2 separate regions of the Triticum aestivum genome follow, and region 1 is linked to region 2. The links are chromatin contacts, called in public HiCAR-type maps. All regions are on one chromosome and are shown on one strand. The core of a region is the stretch at or near the end of the contact, and the rest is flanking DNA. Distances in the headings are between cores, read along the strand shown.

Region 1 (5,670 bases), core at 2,534-5,033, 260 kb after region 2:
CTCCCCAAAAATATGCTATTTTTTACATCATTTGGCACACATAAAAGTATAAGTCTGGTTTCTAAAAAAGAGAGTATAAAACCAAGTTCAACTACATTTAAAATCACACCGCGATGATTGAACCACACATTTCAACAACATTTTAAATTCATTGTTTCCATTTTTTAATTAAAATTCAAACACGATATTTTGTAGAAATGAAGCAAAAGAAAACTAAATAAAATATGATGAACACACGATGGTGCATGAATGAACTCTTGCCCACGAAGTTCCCACATGTGCTCCATAAGTTCATCTTGGAGATGCTCATGGTTTTGCTGGTCTTCGATCTTTTGATGCACTCCGTGAAATGTACGTATTATCTTAGCATGGGGTAGAGGATATGACATGCCTTCTATCGGGCTCTAATCATCACTAGTCAATGTGTACGTGCAATGCACGTTAATTTGAAAGTATATTAAGTGCATGCGGATATTAAGTAGGATATTATTTACGTGTTATTATGTGATTAACACTATATTTGGCATGAAATTAACTGCACACTAAACGTGTTGAACGCCTGACATTGAAGCAGTCTAGATCATTGGACTGGCATGATCTGATGGCCGAGATTAATTGGATCTGCCCCTTTGGGTATTTTTATATTGGTATAGATGTAAATGAGTGCAGATGCATCACTCTTTTTGTTGAAGTAATAATCTTGACCTTCAACGATAGTTACAAACTTACAGTCCACAAAAAGAGTCACTTTGTAGAGAAATAATTAGCCACAACTTCAGTTGGTGGCGCGCCATTTCCAAGCAACGCCAACATTATTTTTTTAATGATGCTGTCATTGAACAATTTGGTACATCGTCACTGTACGCTAGTGCTGGTGTTGGAGTTTTTTCACACGCCATTATGTGTTATCTGTTTTTTCGTCTTTGGGTTCTACTTTGCTATGGCATGGCCTGTTAGGCACACGCCAACACCGTTCCATCTCCTATCACTACTCCCCTCTAAGTAAAGAAATCTAGTTAGCAATTCTATCATTTTTCACTCTCTCTTGACCAGTGCCGCCGCCGCCACCTCTGGACCTGCTTGTCGCTCCGTTGGACCTCGCTGCTCGTCACTGGTGGCGAGGGTCACCTCCCGAGTAGCAGGTGAGACCCCCTCCCCTCGCACCTCCCTCGTCCGCGGACGCCATGGATTTGTGTAGAATATTAGTAGGGTATAATTATATATAGTAGTATAGAATCTGATTATACTTTGTAGAATTCGATTTAGTATTGTACAATCCGATTTTATACTTGGTGTAGAACTTTTTTTCGTGTTGAGTATGTTTTAGTGTAGAATTGGATGATAGTTTTTGTGTTGATTCTATATTTTAGTATACACTTCGGTTATACTTAGTAGAGTTTGATTTAGTAGTGTAGAAACTGGTTTTATTAGTGTAGAATTTTTTAGTGTCGAATCATCGATTGATATGCTTAATGTACAATCCAATTTAAATGGTGTAGAATCCAAGGAATGTTTTTTCTGTAGAATCCGGTGATACTCTTTTGTAATGAATGATTTTGTGTAGAATCGCGAGGTGACCCTCGCCATTACATGATGTCAACAGTGTGATTCAAGGTGCGTCAACAACCTTGCAACTGGCGATCAGCTCGACATCTATTTCCAACAGTGTTTTATTTCTTCAGCGGTAACAAACCCTCTTCTCTAACATGATATGCGTGTTCTTTTTTTGCTATTAATGTATTATGTGTGCTTTTGTGTTGTGTTATACAGATTGTCCCATGCAATGTGAGATTGGACTTCAGTGAGCTCAACGAAGACATCCTGATCTTCGAGGCTCTTGGGGGCCCATACACTATGGAGCTCGAGAAAGGACCAAGAACGACCCAAATGGGAGGAGATGGATGGGATCATTTCCTTGCCCATAATTGTCTTACTAGGGGTGAATTGATCAACTTTTCCTTAAGAGGAAGACGACCCAAGGTTTCTGTTATCTATCTCAACACGAATGATGATGATGATGATGAGGACGATGTAGTCTTTGCCCAAAGAATGAGGCTCAACGAGGATGAGACTGGCAACCGCTTCGACAGAATCCCACCACGTGATAAATATGTTGGGGTGTCATTCGTGACCCGTCTGACAAGGACCAATGTTGCCGACAGCCATCTCATGGCATGATATTAAAGGTCTTCATCTTAGCGTAGAGTTTGTTGGTGTCCTTAGCTATGTACTACGCCTTACAGCAAGGGCGACATCTCACTATCAGGAACATCCGACACCACAACTTGAGGATGATGATTGTCATCAACATCATTTAAATCTGTGTGCGTGGCTGACTCATCAATGCTACCTGTACTAGGTCTCTTAAGTAAACTCCTTACTAAATATTAGTTCACTTGTAGTGCATGTTGACCATGACTGAATAATAGCTAGCTAGTGTTTTTGAGATTGTGTCGTTAAGTGACTGGTCACTCGCTGAACTTATTGTTGTTTCATGTGTGTTGCTGCAAGCCTGCAACGTGAGATGCAAAATCGTATATTGGGTGGCAAAATATATTTTTTGCCTGCAGAACATGTCGGTGGCGTGCATATAAAAAGATACGTCGGTAGGTTAAATTATAGTGGTGGCGTTGTAAATGTGGCACGCCATCAACACCAACAATACCGCTGACGTTGCCATCCAATGGCACCACTATTTTAACACTGGCACCATATTGGTAGCGTCGGATGCCAACGGCAGCAAGGCTTTTTTGCAACCTCATAGTTAGGCTTTTCTGCACTAGTGAGTTCCCCCGACATTCCAGGAAGTTTCCTAAAAGCGTCTCTGGATACCCAAACAGGCCCACAACGCAACCTATCATCAGTTTGGTATGCCCTTCTGCCCTATTTGCGATGAATGCACAAATGATTAAGAACCATGCCTACTTTCCTCCCCTCCACTTGAATGATCAACGTCGGCATCATCTTCTCTCTCCTCCTCAAGTGGATGAAATCTTCAAATAGGAACTCAAAATGGAAAAAGGCCAGCTATGGCCTTTTTGTCAAACACACCGCGTGTGTCGCCACATACATTGTGTGGCGTCGACTGTTAGTGACGTCGAGTATGTGATGGCTAGAGGGAGGCACCGAGGTTCCGAAAGTCGATTGGTAGCCTTGCAAGGGCTGCCGGTCGCGACACGGGGAGGCTGAAATGGCGTGAAGGAAACCGAAAGACCGCACACTGTCCAACGATGTCCACAAGCATGGCCCTAGTGGTGGGAAGTGGTCGCGACAACAACTTGAGAGGGTTCTTTGGCGGGGGCGAGCAAAAGGGAAGAGCGGGAATGAACCCGCATAGACGGTGTGGTCGGAGGGACGCCGAGGATGGGCACTGGCAATTTGGTTGGGAGGTTTCATCCCGCCAAAAATCATGTATTGTGAATGGTTGTATCCGGAAGCAAAATCTCTGTTTTTTCGGCAGGAAGGGACTGTTTTTCGGAAGCTCCTAATTTTTATTTGTTTTAAAGTTTTTTAGGGCGAAATTTAGATTTTTTTTTTTGAGACAAGGGTGAAATTTAGATGGTCGGCCAGTCTGACTTCAACAAAGACACTCTAGAAGCGCAGTTTTTGCTTTTTTTTTTTGACATGGAAGCGTATAGTTTTTTTTTTGAGGGTTATGGAAGCGTATAGTTAGAAAAACAAAAGAGCATGGGCCAGTCATAACCGGCCACACGAATAACATTTAGATGCCGGCCCAACCTGGGCTCCAAAAGCGGGACGACATTCAGGCCCATGACCCCAGAGCCGCGCTTATCGGTCCACAAAGCCCAGCGTTCGCCCTACTTAAAGCTCGGACCATTCCCTCAATCCCTCCCAAGCAGCCGCCGCCGCAACCCTAGAGCTCCTCCATCCCCTCCTCTCCCGGGCGCCTCCACCCCCCGCCTAGCGGCGCGAAGCGACCATGGTAAGCCCCGCCGCTCCCCGATCCCCTCCGTCGGATCTCGCTCCCCGCCGGCCCCCATCTCACCCTTCTCCGCCGTGTTTTGCAGACGTTCAAGCGGAGGAACGGCGGGCGCAACAAGCACGGCCGCGGCCACGTCAAGTACATCCGCTGCTCCAACTGCGCCAAGTGCTGCCCCAAGGTACGGCCGCCATCATTTCTCTTCCGTTCCCCTCCTGGATGTGATGCTATTTCGTAATGGATAGATCAGGACCAGGTTGCCTTAGTGGTAGAAGAATCAGTGCACGCATGAGGATCTGTGCTAGTGTTATTTCCATGGTGCGATCTGTATATTGCTGCTCCAGCGGTTTGCGGGTGGTATTAGGTTCGAGGAGGTATCTGCCGTCTAGATGTGTTTTTATCTCACCGGAACAGCGATGTTTATACAACGTACTATTACTAGTTTTAGGCTCTTTTTAGTCTGAAAATTGTTCTCTAGTCAACAGTTGGCACTCGTCAAATTATGTTTCATGTTATAGATAATAGATGGTTGTTATCTAACAATCAGTTCTTATTTTGTGCAGGACAAGGCTATCAAGCGTTTCTTGGTGAGGAACATCGTGGAGCAGGCTGCTGTGAGAGATGTGCAGGAGGCTTGTGTACATGATGGTATAGTCTTTTGTTGCCTATTGCATTTGTAGTCGACAGTTATTATTGATCATTAGTAACTGTGTACTGAAAACGCCTCGTTCGATTCTCTTTTGTCCAGGATATGTTCTTCCCAAGCTGTATGCCAAGGTGCACCACTGCGTTTCCTGTGCCATCCATGCTCACATTGTCCGTGTCCGCTCCCGTGAGAACAGGAGGAACCGGGAGCCCCCGCAGCGTTTCAGGCGCAGGGTATGATTTTAACAACCAACCATCTGTTCTTCATTTTAACAAAGTTTTGAAGTTTTCTTGTATGCTGTTCCATATATTTTTAACTGTTAGATAGAAGTTTGTAGTTTATGATGAGTAGTGGATCCATGATTAGTTCTTCACTCTTCCAGTGTTGCTTTTGGCGTTGCATTCTCTGTGTATATGTCACAATGGATGCGTCAACGGAAGCATAAATAAACATGTCTTGGTGCATTGCAGGCTTATATGTGATGACTGTTCCCTAATTCAGTCACCACTTCCTCATTGCACACATGTGAAACAAAATTTTCAGTACTGTCCTAGCGTTGCTTTTGGCGTTGCATTCTCTGTGTATATGTCGCAATGGATGCGTCAACGGAAGCATAAACAAACATGTCTTGGTTGCATTGCAGACTTATCTGTGATGACTGATCTCTACTTCATTCATGACCTCCTCAATGCACTCATTTTGTTATACTTCCTACAGTTGGTACTCGGTTTCAGTGTTTATTTGTCTGTTTACAACATGTGATCTAAAATTCATCAGATTGTGGGACTTCTTGTCTGCCCCATTGGCTATAACGATTGAGATTGCCTATGGGATGAAGCAGTCCCTTACATCTGATAACCATCCTCTTCACTTTGTCTGCTAAAACCTCCTGTTTTTAGCTGATCATTAACGGATGGGACATTTATATACTCATCTCCTTCACTTTGTCTGCTAAGACGTTCTGTTTCTAGCCGATCATTAGCTGATGTGACATCTTATGACTATTGTTGTTTCTCGTCTGTTTTTCATCATTCTTCTTGATTGCCTCAGTTGTGTCTCTTACAATTTTCACTGACTTGTTTTG
Region 2 (5,886 bases), core at 54-2,553:
AGTCAACAAAGGAGGTGAAATAGCTAAGTAAATACTTACCAAAACAAGAGTGCGGCTAATCTGCACCCGGGCTCATCTGCACCCACGCTTAGAAAACAATTCAAAAAAAATACTAGAAAAATTCAAAAAATTCCAAATTTTTTTGTGGTGGTAGATAATTTGACGCGTGAGGTGCGCCCCAAAAATCAGCTCATTTGAGCATCTGAGTAGCTCTCGGCAAAAAAGACAAAATCAGGGTCTGTAAAAATGTTTACTGTTCACGCACTGTTTTGACCCGATTTGTCTTTTTTGCCGAGAGCTGCTCAGATGTCCAAATGAGTTGAATTTTGGGGCGCACCTCACGCGTCAAATTATCTACCACCACAAAAAAAATTGGAATTTTTTGAATTTTTCTAGTATTTTTTTTGAATTTTTTGCTGAGAGAGAGCAGATGAGCCCGGTACCGTTTTGAGTTTTCCCCAAAACAAAAACTAAATTCTCAAGCGAATAACAGGCATTTGCATAAGCTACTCACGTCAACGGGTCCGAAAGGTGCGCTCTGAGCAGGTCCCAGTAGCTAGATGCAGGGCCTCCCTCTCTTCTCCCAATAACCCCATATCCATCCTCCACCCTCATCTCCCTGGGAACAGAACCAGGTTCTTCGTCCCCTCTAGACGAAGCGCGGTCATGCTGCTCGGTTCCACAGCTGTACAGCTGCCATTGCTGCCCTTCCTGGATTTGACTCCCTCCATTCTCCCCATTCACCACAGGCCGCCCGATTCTTGCTGCGTGAACCAGCAAGCAACAGCGTCAGTGATCACCTTCATTCAGATAAATCAGATGATACAGATGAAAAAAATTCCTAAATGGAGATATTTTGCTGCTCGGAGGGAGATCATATTCATATGAACCCAACTTAGCTTCAGATTTTCTCACAAATTCAGCTCACCTCGTACTACCAGAAGCTGCATAAGTACTGCTAGTAATTTACAGGAGCAAACCCTTGGGTTGGGTTGACTCACCTGGAGAGGCGGCGCGTCGCTGCTGCGAGCTGCGGGCCGCCAGCTCGGCGTCCTGATCCTCCCCATCCTCCTCCTCCTCGTCATCGTCGTCGTCATCTTCGTCGAACGAGGCGCCGCCGTCGGAGTCGCCGCCGGGAGGATGTTGATGCCGGAGGAACGGGCCCGCGCCGCCGGGGAAGGGCGAGAGCGGCCCCCTCGATGAGGAGGAGAGCGCGCGGTTGGCAGACCCCGGGCCCGGAGGAGACGCCATGGCGGCCGCGGAGCGCTCCCGCGGCGGGGCGGGGGGGTGGGGGTGGGGAGAAGGTTTGCTGACCGGGGCTGCAGTGCGCTGGTGCTGGTAGAGTGGTAGCATCACCTGTGCTAGTTTTCAAATGCTGAAATAATTTCACACAGAATTTGTGAAAGACACTAGTAATTTGAAATAACTTGATGAAGGACATCTTAGTATTGTAGTATAAGGTTCTAAAATGCTTCAAAAAATTGAGAGCTTTTAACTAAATTATCGTTTACATTTGTCTGTCAAATTTTCATTTAGTATTACATCAGGATTCAGGAGATCTTTTATACTCCCTCCGTCCCGAAATACTTGTTGGAGAGATGGATAAAATTGGGTGTATCTATAACTAAAATACGTCTAGATACATCCATTCCTCCGACAAGTATTTCCGGACGGAGGGAGTATTTGTTAGTCCACTGGGATTGACAATTCATGGCCATTTATTCATTTATCCAACAAATATCAACTACTGCAAAATTTACATAGTGTGAGTAACTTTCTGTTCAGGGAAGAAATTGTGAGTAACTTGGTCACCCTAGAAATTGGTAGATTTTTTTGTCAACTTCGAAAATCCCAACAATGTAATCATTAAAATGTTAGCTCAAGAGTCAGTGATCAGCAACCATCTCTAAGATCCATTGATCATCCCCATCAAGTCTGTCAGGATCACAGGATTGGCAAAGGGCTAAAAATTGCAGTGAAAACAAGAGGGGATTGGATTGAGCTCAATGGCAGCATACAAAAGTTTATGGCAGAGCAGCCGCCAGCTATACATCACATAGCTTGCACAAGTATGCATTGCACCCTTTTTTCTTCCGTATCATCAAAACACAAAACAAGCAAAAGCTAACCCTAGGCTAGACAAGATCCCTCCTCTTGTATCATCATCACCGTCCCCCACCACTGTATCATCATTAACCTAGGCTAACACCTTTACAGCACCAAGGAAAAACGTCTCAGGGGCATGGCCCGCGGACGCGGATCATGCCTTCCCATTGCTGCCCCCCTTCTTCGAGGCGAACAGATGGCGGACGACCGAGAGCTTGCTTGTCGCACGGGAAACGATGGAGGAGACCGAGGAGCTCTTGCTGCTCAGCGACGACGTTGTGTCTTCCGACTCCGTCGCGTCCTCGTCTGCCTCCGAAGGGGGCGGCGGAGGGATCGTCGTGAGGAAGGCATCCAGCATGCGGATGATCTGGCTGAAGCTGGGCCGCATAGCAGGGTCCTCGACCCAGCATGACTGCACGATGGACGCGAGCTCCTGGGGGGTGTCCTCAGGAAAAGCTGGGCGTACTTGCTGCCATGGTAAACAAGAGAAAATATGGGTAAGATTAGTGGATTCCAATAGAAACCAATGTCAAAAACAGTCGTCAGAAAAGAAGTTTATGCTCAAACATTCTTTGAAAATAGACTATGACCAGCTCATTTGTTGGTGCTAACATATGTTTCTTAAAAAATAAGTAACAGTGTAAAAAATACAGAATTAATGTGTGGCCTTCTTCGCACAAATGCGTGGCCATTTTGTCTCGCAATTTTGCTATCATTCATTCTTCAGGTAGCCAAGCAATTTTTTGAGCTAAGACTTCAAAACATAGACAGTATTGTTACTTTAGCAGTAAACAGTTTTGTCCAGTAAAGAGACATTACCAATGGCCTGCCAGTACGGACAAGATTTGCAAGGTGAAACAGGAGAGTTGTAACTCATTTAGAGTCGCAGGATTTTATAATTGCTAGACAACATTCTAGAAAGTGGTATCATTCCGTCACAAAATGATAGTCTCATAATCATATACTTACTTTAAAAGCAGCAGCATATGCAGCTTGTAGATTCGACATGCCTTCGAATGGCATTTTATTGGTCAGCAACTCCCACAGGACGATGCCAAAGCTGTACACATCCACTTTATTTGTGTAGTGCTTTTTTTCACCACGTTGAAGTGTGACAGTGCTGTATAACTACAAAAGCATAAGACAACGAGTCAGGTTTTGGAATCACAGAGATCAGTGCTAGAGCATCTGATTTCTCTTTGTATAGACGATCCCGAAATCAGTAACTCTAGAAACTGCAGCCAGGAAATTATCAAGTGGGCATACAATAGAAGTATAATTTCAAGCATCAACTCTAGATTTTATTCTGGCTTCAGCTCATAATTTATTAATGTTGACTAGCTAGTGCAGAAAAGAGTGATTTACAACCTCTGGGGCCATCCATCGGTATGTCCCAGTTTCAGCCGTCATCATTTCAGTCACAGTTTCCTCTCGTGCGAGTCCAAAATCAGTAAGCTTCAGCTTCTTACGGTTTGCAGTAAGCAACAAATTATCTGCACAATCAAAAAACATTTATTAGGACACTGTAAAAGCATAAAGAGTGTAACAGAACAGCTTTGACAGAAAGGAACAAAACAACTACTGGAAGAACCTAGAAGTTAAAGCAAGTAAAACAGAAGGGTAAGACTGAGAGGGCGAAAGAAACATATTGTGGCAGAAACATGAACGGGAATAAAGTGGATACCATGGATATGGAGACAGGAAAATTCAAGAATCAGATGCAGAAACATCTTACTGAAAATTTTAAATGATTAACCGGCCAAGATGCTTCTCTTTCAATGCACATGCTCTTGCCTTTGACACAGAAATATATGCCTGATACAATTTCTTAGCTTTGAACTTTAAAGCGTATATTGTGTACCCATGTTTTGACATCTTCCAAAAAAACTTGGTAAATATACCACCCGGTAGCGGTATTGTTTACACCAACAGAAATGCAACTTACTATGCACGTAAAGGAAAAAACTGGAGATGCAACAGGAGAAGTCAAACAGTCCAAGCACACATACCAGGTTTCAGGTCTCTGTGTATTATTCCATTGGCATGTAAACATTCCATTGCACGAGCTATGTTGAGTGCATAGCCTAATGCAGTATGGATATCTAGTTGGCTGGGCCGGATGCTGTTCAAGTAATTTTTCAGCGACATCCCTGGTAGCAGCTCACTTACAATCACCATCAATGGTTCCTTGCAGGCTCCAATGAACTGTAGAAGTGCGGAATTTTTTTGTGAGAAGGAGGACACAAGAAAATTAATGATTTAGGAGTAGTTAGCAATGGCTATGCTAAGATCAGATTAGGCACAGTAATGTGCCATTCAGGCAAGGATGTACCTTGACAAGATTATCATGTTTCACTTTACACATCATATTGACTTCTCGGATGAAACGATCTTCAAGTGTTACTTTTTCTTCGGGGGTACTGCCACTGTTGAGAACTTTTATGGCTACAATCTGATCACCATACCTATTGGAAAACATACATACAAACTAGTTAATTACTGATGCAAGTCAGCAAGAGTAAGAGTATCCACATGGACAAAACAAAACCACAATATAGAATATAATTAAACAGCATAGGTTTCTTCTTGGGGGGACAAGAATGTCAGGCTGACAGCTCAACTTGTGAGAACATCAACAATTAGCAGCAGAAGAAAATGGTTTTATTTGTTAATATACACCCGTGTTGTACATTGAAACACAAACAAATTTGAGAACCAACTCTGTGCAAGTATTAGAACAAGACGCAAACTTACACAAAATTCAGAATCCTTGACCACAGCAGGAATAGCAGACTGGCATAGCTAAATTAAGCACAAAATAAATCAGGTCATTGGGGGTTATACTGCCGTCGATTAAATGATAACCCTAAAGCGGCTCTCAAGCATATTATGCAATTTTGCCGATTGTTGTGTCTGTACGTACACCTTGTACATTCAGGCACAGTTGGAGGTGAACAAATTAAAATCATACCAACTCTTACCCCCTACTTCGTTGATACATAACTCCTGGACTTTTTGCAATAACACCCATTAGTTTGGATTGGACAGCTGCTAGTAGTACTAAAGCTGAGGAACATAAATTCAAATCTGGCTGGGGCAGTTGATGCAAGTACTGCCGACCTTCGGCTGAAACACGTAGTATGAAACACTATGCACGGGTTATGGTCATAAAGGTTCATCCACTTACTTGCCCGTGTAGACCTTGCCGTGGGCGCCCTCCCCAATCTTGGATCCGACGAACAGCATCTTGGGATCGACCAGCAGCTTCCTGTCAATCCAGGACCCCGGCGGCGAGGTGGCGTCCGAGCACCGCGCGGGCTCCACCGAGTCGTCGGCCGCGACCTTGCTCGGCCGCGACCGCCCGAACCCCTCGCCGCCGCCGCCGTCCCTGCACCCGTCGCTGCCGCAGCTCATGGTGTCCGGCCGCACGCGATGCGACGCCGCCGCCGCGGAGGGGACGACCGTGTCGGGGTCGGCGAACTTGCAGCCGCAGGTCAGCCGATGCATTAACACGAGCACCCCGCGCGCGCGCCCAGACGACCGGGCCCGGCAGCTCGCGCGGCCGCGCTCATGGAAAAATCGGCCAGGCCTTCAGCCGGCAACACCCGAACCCGGCGGGCAGGACCCAAGCACCAATCGCCTCGGAAGGCCCCCGCTCGCGCCCCGAGAAATCAGGGGGAAACCTCGGATAACCAGGGGAAATCAATGGCCGATTCGTGCCCAAGAACCGAGCGGAAAAGCGGCGATTTTGAGCTGAAAAGGGGGGGAGGAATCCGCGGG

Evidence for each region. HiCAR-type assays count read pairs that join an accessible place to other places.
Region 1: a contact with region 2 is called in a HiCAR-type map of leaf, with 3 times the contacts expected there. The contact joins the promoter of LOC123113932 here to the promoter of LOC123113929 in region 2. A contact is called at or near these places in 4 of 5 Hi-C or Micro-C datasets (leaf and an unstated tissue) and 1 of 1 datasets of contacts at active chromatin or transcription factors (leaf).

The regions. Positions count from the first base shown.
Region 1 is chr5B:655,000,396-655,006,065 of IWGSC CS RefSeq v2.1, forward strand. LOC123113932 (40S ribosomal protein S26) reads left to right here and starts at 3,784. Exons shown (of 6, transcript XM_044535263.1): 1 at 3,784-3,943; 2 at 4,029-4,121; 3 at 4,504-4,588; 4 at 4,689-4,819. The coding sequence starts at 3,941. LOC123118272 (small nucleolar RNA snoR99) reads left to right here and starts at 5,408; the gene lies at 5,408-5,510.
Region 2 is chr5B:654,743,563-654,749,448 of IWGSC CS RefSeq v2.1, forward strand. It overlaps LOC123113929 (transcription elongation factor TFIIS), which reads right to left and starts at 1,304. Exons shown (of 7, transcript XM_044535260.1): 1 at 1,002-1,304; 2 at 515-764. The coding sequence starts at 1,251. It overlaps LOC123113930 (serine/threonine/tyrosine-protein kinase HT1), which reads right to left. Exons shown (of 6, transcript XM_044535261.1): 1 at 5,294-5,886; 2 at 4,439-4,571; 3 at 4,116-4,311; 4 at 3,475-3,599; 5 at 3,076-3,234; 6 at 1,971-2,575. The coding sequence starts at 5,613. The coding sequence ends at 2,261.